2 separate regions of the Mus musculus genome follow, and region 2 is linked to region 1. The links are chromatin contacts, called in public promoter capture Hi-C maps. All regions are on one chromosome and are shown on one strand. The core of a region is the stretch at or near the end of the contact, and the rest is flanking DNA. Distances in the headings are between cores, read along the strand shown.

What was found. Promoter capture Hi-C pulls out the DNA fragments that hold promoters and counts their contacts.
Region 2: a promoter capture Hi-C map of pre-B cells shows a contact between it and region 1. The contact joins the promoter of Ccdc25 here to the promoter of Cenpj in region 1. A contact is called at or near these places in 1 of 39 promoter capture datasets (pre-B cells) and 1 of 484 Hi-C or Micro-C datasets (CD4 T cells).

The regions. Positions count from the first base shown.
Region 1 is chr14:56,569,155-56,574,758 of GRCm38.p6, reverse strand. Cenpj (centromere protein J) reads left to right here and starts at 2,913. Exons shown (of 17, transcript NM_001014996.2): 1 at 2,913-3,021.
Region 2 is chr14:65,834,864-65,840,467 of GRCm38.p6, reverse strand. It overlaps Ccdc25 (coiled-coil domain containing 25), which reads right to left and starts at 3,166. Exons shown (of 9, transcript NM_145944.5): 1 at 2,984-3,166; 2 at 1-20. The coding sequence starts at 3,011.

The DNA of each region.
Region 1 (5,604 bases), core at 1,664-4,163:
GCATACACATATGTGTGCTTATGATTTCTCTTCTTCTTTGACATGACTGGGTATAGGACTCATGTCATCAGGCTTGTAGGGCAAATACTTTACCCACTGAGCCACCTAGCCAGCTTCCAGCTTTTTCCTTTTTAAAATGGTGGGGGGGTGTGTTACACTCCGGTCTTTATGCTTACCAGGCAAGCACTCTAGGGACTGAGCCACCTCCCCCTCCCTAGAAACGTCTTTACTGGACTGAGGATATGCTTCAGCAGGTTAAAGTGCTGTGTGAAGCCCTGGGTTCAGTCCCTAATACTGTATTAAAAACAGGGTTGGTGGTATATGTGTGTAGTCCCTACAGACTGGAGGTACAGACAGGAGGATCAGAAGTCAAAGATCTTTAGTGAGTTCTTAAAAAGCAAAGCAGAAAAGGAGACATTTTTACTGTACTACTAGTTTCTTGTCTTATTGCTCTGATAGAAGCAGCTTTTGGAAGGAGAGGGTGTGCTGGCTTACAGTCCTAGGGTGTACAGTCTTTCATGGCAGGGAAGGTCTGACTGCAGGAGCAGGAGGTGTCTGATCGCATCTTGCCCACAGTCAGAGGGTAATAAGTGAAATGATGAGTATTGTCTGCTTTCCCTTTAATTCCATTCAGGTCCTTAGCCCATGGGATGATGCCACTCATGGTTTTGGCACAGCTTATCAATGGGGGTGGGGGTGGGGTCACACAGTCAACAGTTGAATAATGTGCTGTGTGCTACTTATTTTAATTTTATTCTCCCCCCGCCCCAGGATAGAATTTCTCTGTATCACAGTCCTGGGTGTCTTGGAACTCACTCTGTAAACCAGAGTGGCCTCAACTCACAGAGATCTTTCTGCCTTTTTGAGACAGGGCCTTTCTATATAGTCCAGGCTGCTCTTCAGCTCTAAGTAGCTAGTTCAAGGCTCTTCCTCTGCCCAAGTGATTGGATCATTATACTCTACTTTTAAAATATAGGTATGTAGGTTCCAGGTGATAACTTCCATATTAAATCTTTTTTAAAGATTTATTTATTATTATATGTAAGTACACTGTAGCTGTCTTCAGACACCCCAGAAGAGGGCATCAGATCTCATTACAGATGGTTGTTGCTGGTATTTGAACTCAGGACCTTCAGAAGGGCAGTCAGTGCTCTTAACCGCTGAGCCATCTCTCCAGCCCTTTATTAAAATCTTAATAGCTACTTTAAACTTGAATGTGGAGACATGCTTTGTGGCACATACTTTGGGAAGTGAAGGCAAGAAAACTAGGAGAGAGAGAGAGAGAAAGGGAGAGAGAGAGAGAGAGAGAGAGAGAGAGAGAGAGAGAAAGGATGAGTGTGATAAAATTTGTTTATTCAGACAACAAGCAATGTGGCATAACATACTATACCAAATAAAATGTAGGCAGAAATAGTAGAGAATATTGTGATTATTGTCAAAGACACACATTTTAAGAAAATGATTTTTGGGCATGGTTTCAGGCCAAAAGAAGACCATTTGAACCCTCATTCAGCATCTTAAGTTATTAATTTACTGACTAATCAGCTTAGGGCAGTGGATGGAACTCAGCCTCTGGTACAGCAGGCAAGGTCTTTGCTACCCACTGAGCTCCATTCTCTTGTCAACATTTTAGGTGTGTGATCTTGGTAGTTTTGAACTTTGGCTTTTTCATCTATGATGTAACCTAACAAAACAAAGCAAAACAAAAACTTTTCCCGTCTCCATGTTTGAGGTGTCTGTACAAAATTTTAATTATCTTTAATAATATTGATTTATTTGAACTAATTAGTATAAAGGGCAATTCTTCTTGATGACCTTTTTATATAGAATCTCATGTTAACATACTGGCCTCTAACTTACTCTATATTGGAGGGTGACCTTGAATTTCTGATTCACCTTCCCCACCTGAGAGACTGGTCACCAATTTTGGATTATACAGTGCTGAGGATAGAACATACTAGGCAAGCATTTGATCAACCGGAGAAGAGAAAATGGGATGGCCTAGTGGTTATGGGCATTTGCTGTTCTCTCTCCCAAGATTGGGTTCAGTTTCCAGCTCCTACATGGTAGCTCACAAACATCTGTAGCTCTAGTTCCATGGGATCATGGGATCAGATGGCCCCTATGACCTCTACAGGCACCAGACACACGTCAGGGCACATACTAACATGAAGGCAAAATATGCTTGCACATAAAGTAAAAATAAAATAGTAAAATTATATATTTAAAAAACAGATGTTAGTTTACAATATTGTTCAAACCTAGTCTAAAAACTGTGGTAGCTTGAAGTGTTGTAGCATCCTAGATTAAAGGGTCATGTCTGTATTTTGGAACCCCTCTGGTGGCAAAACAAATAAACAGTGAAATCTGCGCTCAACATTCCATATATAATTTTAATATCTGCACTTTCAATATTCCATATAATTTAAACACTGAATGCACACACTTTGTGCAGCCATCGACTAGCCACATAATAGATGATTATTTCCGGAGTAAATTTTTCCACGGTTATCTTCACTTATTCGTCCTACCAATGTCACTTTTTTGTTTTAAACAGGTCTTTATTAAATCAAACCCATTCAAAGAGAAAAGCGAAGACGACGAAACTCTCCCAAACCTGTCGTCTTTTAGATTCGGTTTGAATCTCTGTGTTCCTGGCACAATGGAGTACGCTCTCTGTTACCGCAGGGGTCAGATCTCAATCGGTTGACTTCAGAACAACAGCTGTTGACCAGTGCCCGCCGCAAAAGAGCGCGCATAGAGCATCCCCTAGCAACGTTTATGGCGGTGTTGCTGGGAGTTGTAGTTTGCATGTGTCCGAGGCGCCTGCGCGCAAGCTCACACGGACTGTAGGAACTACATTTCCCAGGAGTCACTGGACCAGAGTTGGGCGGGGCCGGTCCAGGAGGCGGGGCTCTGGCTGCAGCGATGGTTGTGGCGGCTCATTCGTAAATGCCGGGCCAGCTAAGTGGTGACTATCGCTGGTCGGAGCGGTCTGAACAGCTGTTTCTTCGAAGAACGGTAACTGATGGGCGGAAGGAGCGGAGAAGCCCGTCCGCCGCCCGGTTCCTGAGAGGCCAGCTTGGGCTTTGGGGCTGGCATGGCGCGGAGGGCTTGGCGCCCGCGGGCGGCGGTGGTTCCGGGGCTTAAGCCCGCTTTGTTCTTCCGAGCACCCGGGGGATCGGTCCTCAAGGGGGTCGGCCGGGGTGCGTGTTTCTGTTCCGGGCGACACGCTCGCCGGGCCGGGTGCAGTGGCGCCGCTTGCAGTCTTTCAGGAGGCCTTATCTCGGCTTCTCCAAAAGCTTTGTTGCTTTCAAGAAGAGTTGTGTTTCAGGGGAGGCGGACCTGTCAGCTGAAAGTTTTCAGGGTCTGAATTGTCTCCTCGTATCTTCCTCAATCAAGGTCTGAATTGTCTCCTCGTAACTTCCTCCTTCTCCAGTGCAGATAATTTATGTTTTGAACAGAAAGATGTCAAAGCTTTCAATTAGTCGATTTTTTTTTAAAGGCAGCTTTACGTACAATTAACTTACGGTAATGACTACAACTTCATAAGCAGGTGGTGTTGTACCTCAGATTTTAATATCTGAGTTTACATAACATACTGTCCTAGACAGTCTATTATTTGTAGTTTACCTAGGCCTTCGTATAAGTAATAAAAAACAAATTTAGGGGAAAATTTTTGGCGTTCTTTAGACAAGGGCTTGTTATGTAGCCCAAGCTAGCCTTCCACCTCAAACACTGTATTATAGGTGTGTATCATCAATACCCAACTGTGAATCAGTATTTCAATACTTAAAACTGGCAGTACGTATAGTTTTAGGACCACAGTAATGGACTTGTAGCAAAGGTATGGAAGTTTTAGTGCTTTTTAAAAAAAGGTGTGTGTGTGTGTGTGTGTGTGTGTGTGTGTGTGTGTGTGTGAAGACGATGTTAAGATGCTGCCCTAAACCATTATTACACTTTGCTCAGTCTAACAGGGAATTGTTGACGATTTTCACATTACAGAGTGACTTTCTTTGCAGCTTGTTTACTGTCTAAATTAAGATTTATTTAGTTTTAAGATTACCTTTTACAAATATTGTTGTGTACATGATATGTGTTGGATTTCATGCATGTTCTGCATGTGTGGAGGGCAGGGGACAACTTTGTAGAGTCAGTGTCTCCTTTCACCTTTATGTGGGTTCCGGGACCAGCTCTGATCGCCAGGCGTGTACAGTTTGCACTTTACCCACTGTGAGCCATCTCTCCAGCTCTGGGTTTTCTTGCTTTTGTTTTGTTTTAAAGACAGTCTCTCACTTTACACTCACACTGTCTTTGGGACTTGCTATGTATCCAGACCGGCCTCACCCCTGTGATGACCAGCTTCCTTCCTCAGTGCTGGCATTATGCTTGTGAGACCCCATGTTTGATTTAAACATTTTTTTTTTTTTTTTTACTAAGGATGTTGAAATTTAACCAAGGTTAACTGAAAACTCCCTTCCTTGCCTTTACAGGTAGGTTCCTAATGTAAAAACAATTAGGATTATCTTTCTTACAACAGATTACAAGGAAATTACTATTCAGGAATTAACAGTTACTGGATAGCTAGTTAATGCGTGCTACTCTTTTTTGTTTTTTTGTTTTTGTTTTTCGAGACAGGGTTTCTCTGTGTAGCCCTGGCTGTCCTAGAACTCACTTTGTAGACCAGGCTGGCTTCGAACTCAGAAATCCACCTGCCTCTGCCTCCCAAGTCCTGGGATTAAAGATGTGTGCCACCACGCCCTGCGCGTGCTACTCTTAAGTGTATGATGCAGTGTATATACTCCCTGCAGGCTGGAGCCCTTTCTCAGTAAGAACCAGCCCCTATCTTTCTAGGTGCTCTAGTTTGGCTCTCCTTGTTATGGTAGAAAACAACTAACTGAAAACAACTTGGAGTTTATTTCAGCTTACATGTTGTGGCCTATCATCCAGAGAAGCCAGGGCAGGAGCTTGAGGCAGGAACTGATGCAGAAACCATGGCAGAGTAATGCTTGCTAGCTTGCTTCATGGTTTGCTTTCTTATATGACCCAACCCACCTGCTTATGAGAGGCATCGCCCACAGTGGCTGGGCCCTCCCACACTAGTCATTAATCAAAAAAAATGCCCCCAACAGCATGCCTAAGGAAAGCAACTTGATGGCCAGTCTGATGGAGGCAATTCCTCAGGTGAGGTCCCATTATCTTCAGTGACAAGAACTAACCCCCACACTGGGTATCTGCCATTCTCAACTTTATAATTCCATTTTTCTCCGCTTCGCTAGTTTACTTTATGCTTGTGCACCATTTGTGTGCCCAGTGCCCTCCGTGAGCAGGGGAAGGTGTTGAATCCCCAGCAGCTGGAGTTCTGGATGGCTTTGAGGCACTGTGTTGGTTCTGAGACTTAACTCAGATCCTCTGTAAGAGCAGTAAATGCTCTTAACCACTGAGCCATCTCTCCAGCCCGTCTACATTTCCTATACTACATTTGCTCTTGCTCTGTACTTTGTGGTTCATGGTATGTCTTGCATCACTTCCTTAAGGTTTTAATTGTGTAAATGTAATGAATGTATGCCACACGGGTGCAGGTGCTGGCAGAGGTCAGAGGTG
Region 2 (5,604 bases), core at 1,917-4,416, 9.3 Mb before region 1:
AGTGTAAGTAGATGAATTAACTAAAATAAAACAAAAATAAAAAGACAATTAGTGGGGACCCATTGCATGGCCATGGGCCATACCTGGCTCACCTACCTGCTCTTATGCATCCTCTGAGTTAAGCATAAGATGTATCCTTTTAAATGACTGATAGCAGCAGGCCAAGACTAAACTATAGACTGCATAAGTCTTTTTTTTTTTTTTTTTTTTTTTTTTTTTTTCTAATTTTTCGAGACAGGGTTTCTCTGTGTAGCCCTGGCTGTCCTGGAACTCACTCTGTAGACCAGGCTGGCCTCGAACTCATTAAGTCTTACTGAGCGTAAAACAGTAACTTGTCCCCAAAGATGATGCTTAGCAATGCTTACTGCTGAATAGTTGCTTTCCTCCTTTTCAAGAAAATATCTCTATTTTTAAATTTCTCTTAAGGGATAAAGTTTAATGGCAATTTCCAGCTCAGCCCTATACTTTTGCCTTCTTCAACGATAATGACAATAATGACAACAACAACAACCATTCCCCATAATGAACAACAATCTCTTCTACAAACATTTAAAAACAGATCCCTACACATGGGAGACAGAGGCAGGTGGATCTCTGAGTTTGAGGTCAGCCAGGTTTACAGAGTGCGTTCCAGGACAGCCAGGGCTACACAAAGAAACCCTGTCTCAAAACAACTATATAAAAACGTGTGTCTATGTGTGTGTGCATAGTATATGTAATGAATATAATGTATTCTTAAAACTTAGCTAGCTGGCATTGCTTATATCTCATTGTGCTACGATGGTGGATGCCCTGTTCCACTCAGGGGAACCACAGTTCTCAAACTTCTCCAAACACTGGCTCTAACGCCCTCCAGCTACCTCAAACAAGCTAAATCCTAGTTTTTACATTGAAGTAATGAGCATTTTGTTGCTTAGAAAGCTTTCCTTAATCTTGATTCTAAAGTACAAGATTAGGACTGAAAGAACTAGGTACACACCCTACCAAAACTTGCTGGACCCTAAATGGAGCTAAATTTGTGAGATGGTGTTCAGTCTACAAAGCACAAGACCTGGTAGATAGAAACAGAGTTGGCTGGAGAGTCTGTACCCCTGAGCAGAACACACACAGGGCAGTGATGGTGTTGTATGCCTATAGTCCCAGCATTTGAGTGGGAGAAGGGTCTGGAATTCATGCTGTCCTTAGCTACGGAGGCTGGCTTAGGGCAGTCTGGTCTATCTGAGACTGACAAAAAACAAAAAACAAATAAAAGTTAAGAGACCATACATTCGCTGGGCGGTGGTGGCGCACGCCTTTAATCCCAGCACTCGGGAGGCAGAGGCAAGCGGATTTCTGAGTTCGAGGCCAGCCTGGTCTATATCTATAGAGTGAGTTCCAAGACAGCCAGGGCTACACAGAGAAACCCTGTCTCGAAAAATGCAAGAGAGAGAGAGAGAGAGAGAGAGAGAGAGAGAGAGAGAGAGAGAGGAGGGGTGGAGGGAGGGACCAAGGGACCATACATTTAGAAGGCCAGGGAGTTTCTGCCCCCACCTCCTGGATCACAGGATTCCAGGAGTGGACCACATACTCAGTTTCTGTGGTATTAGAGATCAAACCCCAGACTTCAGGAATACTAGACAAACACTCTAACTCAAACAACTGTCTGTCACTCCAGTTCCAGGGGATCTATCATCCTCTTCTGGCCTTGATAGGCACTAGGCACACAAGTAGTATGTAGATGCGCATGTAGGAAAAATACCTACAGACATAAAATAATTTTTAGAAGTAGCATGGCTACAAAAAAGAAAAACAAACAAACACCTCACACTGAAGGACGCTTCACAAAATAATGCTTCAGTTAAAAGTATCATGAAAGGCTAGGTAGTACATGCCTTTAATCCCGGCACTGGGGAGGCAGAGCAGAGGGTAGCATGAATTCAAAGCCAGCCTGATCTACACTGTGAGTTCTAGGCCAGCCAAGGGCTACATAATGAGATCCTGTCTCAAAAATAAACAAACTAAAAAGTACTAAGAGACAAAACCACCAAACAATAACTCCAGATCTGGGGACCTAGAAAGTAATGCCAACGTCAGGGAGCCTTCAGGCAGGAGAGTCTATGTTTGAAGCAACCTGAGCCACTCACTGTCTCAAGAAGGGGCAAAAATCAACACAGCAGCCAACTGTGTAAGTAGGGCACTATGCTAAGGAGACAAGACAGACTGCCCCTCAAGAGACCTGCCCGGTAGCTCAAGCAGACACCTTTTAATACCACATGAGAGCAGTCCTAAAGGAATGTTAAGGGGGGTCCAGAAAGAAATGCATATTTTATCTTGACGAGGAAACTGGGTCTCACACAGTGTCTTCAAAAAGGCAAGCGCTATTTTAATGGGGTGAGAGTTTAAAATTAGAAATTGATTCTGGACAATATGGGCAGAGAAACTAAGTTGACGCGGCATTTCCTGGAAACCGAAACAGCTCTTTCTGGCCTTCCAAAACCAACCCAGTAGCCTTAGCAGACGTCCACTGGACCATCACCTCTGCCCAGGGAGGGGCTGTACTAACATTCCAGCCCTCCGATTGCTCTCCGCGGCACCCCAGGCCCTCCCTGCGTAGGAGGGCAAGCTACTCTTCCTGCAGGAGACATCTGCTGGCACCTGTCGCACTGGTCAAGCATCGCTCCAAGGTGCGGGCAGAACGCTAGGGCAAAGGCTTGCGACGGGGACGTGGGGGACTAGGCTGGAACGCACACACGTCCAGGAAGCGTTGGCGGGTCTGTCAAGTGGGGACGAGAATGATTACCGGGTATAAAGAAAGCGGGGGCGCATTCCCGCCGCGACCACCGGGGCCAGGGGACGACCAGGCAGCCGAGGGGACGGCCAAGCAGGGAACCAGAAGGCTCTGGGAGAGGTGCCCGCGGAAGGACGCGGTTCAGGACTAAGTCCAAGCCCAGCGCGGCGGCTGGGGAATGCCGGCTTTGGAAGCAGGGGCCCCGGCGTCACTCACCGCTGCTGCTGGTGAAGTAGAACACCATGATCCTGGTAGAAGAGTGGCGACTCCTACTCAAAACGCGAAGCTTGAGATACCGCCGGCGCGAGGGTGAGCCGGCTTCCAGGCTCTCCTCAGGACACTTCCGGCGGACGTGCCGTCGCGTCACAACGCCGTCCTGTCAGCGCCATCTTTAGTCCTGGCGAAGGGAAGGGTGTTGGCGGAAGAGCAGGTGTCCCGGGGATTTTGAGGATTCCGCTCAAGCGTCTGGTTGAAAGAAATTAGCTGGGGAAATACATCTTGTTTGAAGTCATAAAGAAAAAATACTAAGGGCAGACTTTATTTTCAGAGGCTCTACTAAGTGGACACGAGAGTTGGTCATCGCTTTTTATGTCTTCCCACTCAACCCAATATGGGCTCCATGCGTGCAGAAACTGCCTTTTTCATGCATGGTTAAGGGTCCCTGTAACCATTTCCTCAGGAGGCACTCAGTAAGAACCAATTTTTTTAAAAGATTTATTTATTATTATACGTAAGTACACTGTAGCTGTCTTTAGACACACCAGAAGAGGACATCAGATCTCATTACGGACGATAGTGAGCCACCATGTGGTTGCTGGGTTTTGAACTCCGGGCCTTCGGAAGAGCAGTCAGTGCTCTTTCTTACCCACTGAGCCATCTAACCAGCCCCAAGAACCAATTTTTAAATAAACTCATTCTCCCATTACTTGACATAGGTGAGGGTTTTGTTGTGTTTTTTGTTTGTTGACTTGACCAAACTAGTCAGAATAGAGTTAGGTAATGTTCATCAAACCCTATCTAAGCCTGAGATGGCCTCAGCAAGAATACAAGATGGAAGAAATGCTGCACTGTCTTGCCCAGTCAAACAATGAACTAAATTGCATCGAGGACAGAAGGTTCTCAAATGAATTGTTACTGTTACTACCCAGAGACACTCTCCTTTTTTGGGATTCCGAGTAGGGCTATTTTTTGTTCCTTTAAATCTAATGTCTGCTCCTTATTACCTACAAGACTGAACAAATACCAAACTTCTGAAGTTCAGAACCTCTTGCTATAAATTTACAAAATTCCACAGCCTTCCTAGGTTTGACTTGGAAGTTTTTCTTATTTCTGATAAAGAAAAAATATGAGAGTCCATTTCGGGCTGTATCCCTCCAACAAGCTCCAAAAGTCAGACCACACAAAAGGGCTACAGAAAAGGAGTTTTACCGTCCCTGGAGAGCCTAGTCTTTCATAGAGCAGGAAATTCTAGGCAAGTAGAACCTGATGGTAAAAATGTCCCCTCTTTGGCTTTAACTCTCTCAAAAGAAGAAACTAGCCAGAGTCTCCCACTAAGCAGTTTCCACTATTGTTCTAATTCTTTCACTTTACAAAACCCACTATCATTCTGGGTTTCCTGGTGCTGGTCAATGTTGTAGGCTATCCACCAGAGAAGACTGCTCCAACATGGGTTTAAACCAATAGAAAGTCTTTTTTAGTTGGCCGGATACTACACTGGATGTTTGGGATCCCAGTGCAACATTTTCTCAGTCTTTCCTCAGGGTGAGCTTTTAAACACACAAAAAAACATGTTCTGGGTTGACATTCCTCAGTTAACAAGAACTACAGAAGTCAGAAAGCAAGCTTAGTGCATTTAGAGACTTTCCCAGAACTATGGACTCTGATGGATTAGATCTTTGTTTTCATTTTGACAGGTCTATGTGCTGAGTTTTATAGCCTGAATGACACTTTCATCATGGAGTCAGTTCTGTTAAGGTCTGGGCCCTATTACAACAGGAGGCAGAGTTGTAGCAGAGTTTGAAGTAGTGAGGCCTCCGATTCAAAGACATCTTCCTCAACAAAACATACTGTTCTACCATTGCCTAGTAGAAACCTTATTCTACCTTGTAAAAGAGTAGCTGACTCACTCATGATTCCTGCAAATAGCCAATAATATGTTAGCCATTTGTCAATTCATTCCAGCCAGCTTTGTTCTATGAAGAAGGACATCCATCGCTTAGACTTATTTAGAACTAGACATTGAAAGAACCTAGTTGACACGCAAACTTTATATGCCCCAGTACAGGGGAACGCCAGGGCCAAAAAGGGGGAGTGGGTGGGTAGGGGAGTGGGGGTGGGTGGGTATGGGGGACTTTTGGTATAGCATTGGAAATGTAAATGAGCTAAATACCTAATAAAAAATGGAAAAAAAAAAAGAAAGAACCTAGTGGGGAAACCCCGACTCAGCTCCCAATTCAGCGTGCACCCAAGAATCACGAATAGAACACAACACCTTGATGTAACAACACGGGTATTTTAATGGCGGAGCTCCGGTATCTCACACAGGAGACAGTGGCTTGGAAGCTAGGGGTTTTTATAGAAAAGGAGTGGGACTGGGGGAGGAATTGGCGCAGTTTCACATGATTGGTCCATTTAAACATCAGCAGCCTGTTAACATTTAACTTAAGTCAGAGGGGTGGGAGATAGGGAGGCGATGGGCCTGCCCAGGCATGTCCTGGTCTGTTCTGCTATGTTCTCAGCCCCAGGTTTCAAAGCTCACAAACAACTCTTTGGGCTATTTGACATACATTACGTGACTCACAGGTCTCAAGTTTTATTTCCTTTCAACATTTGTCTGA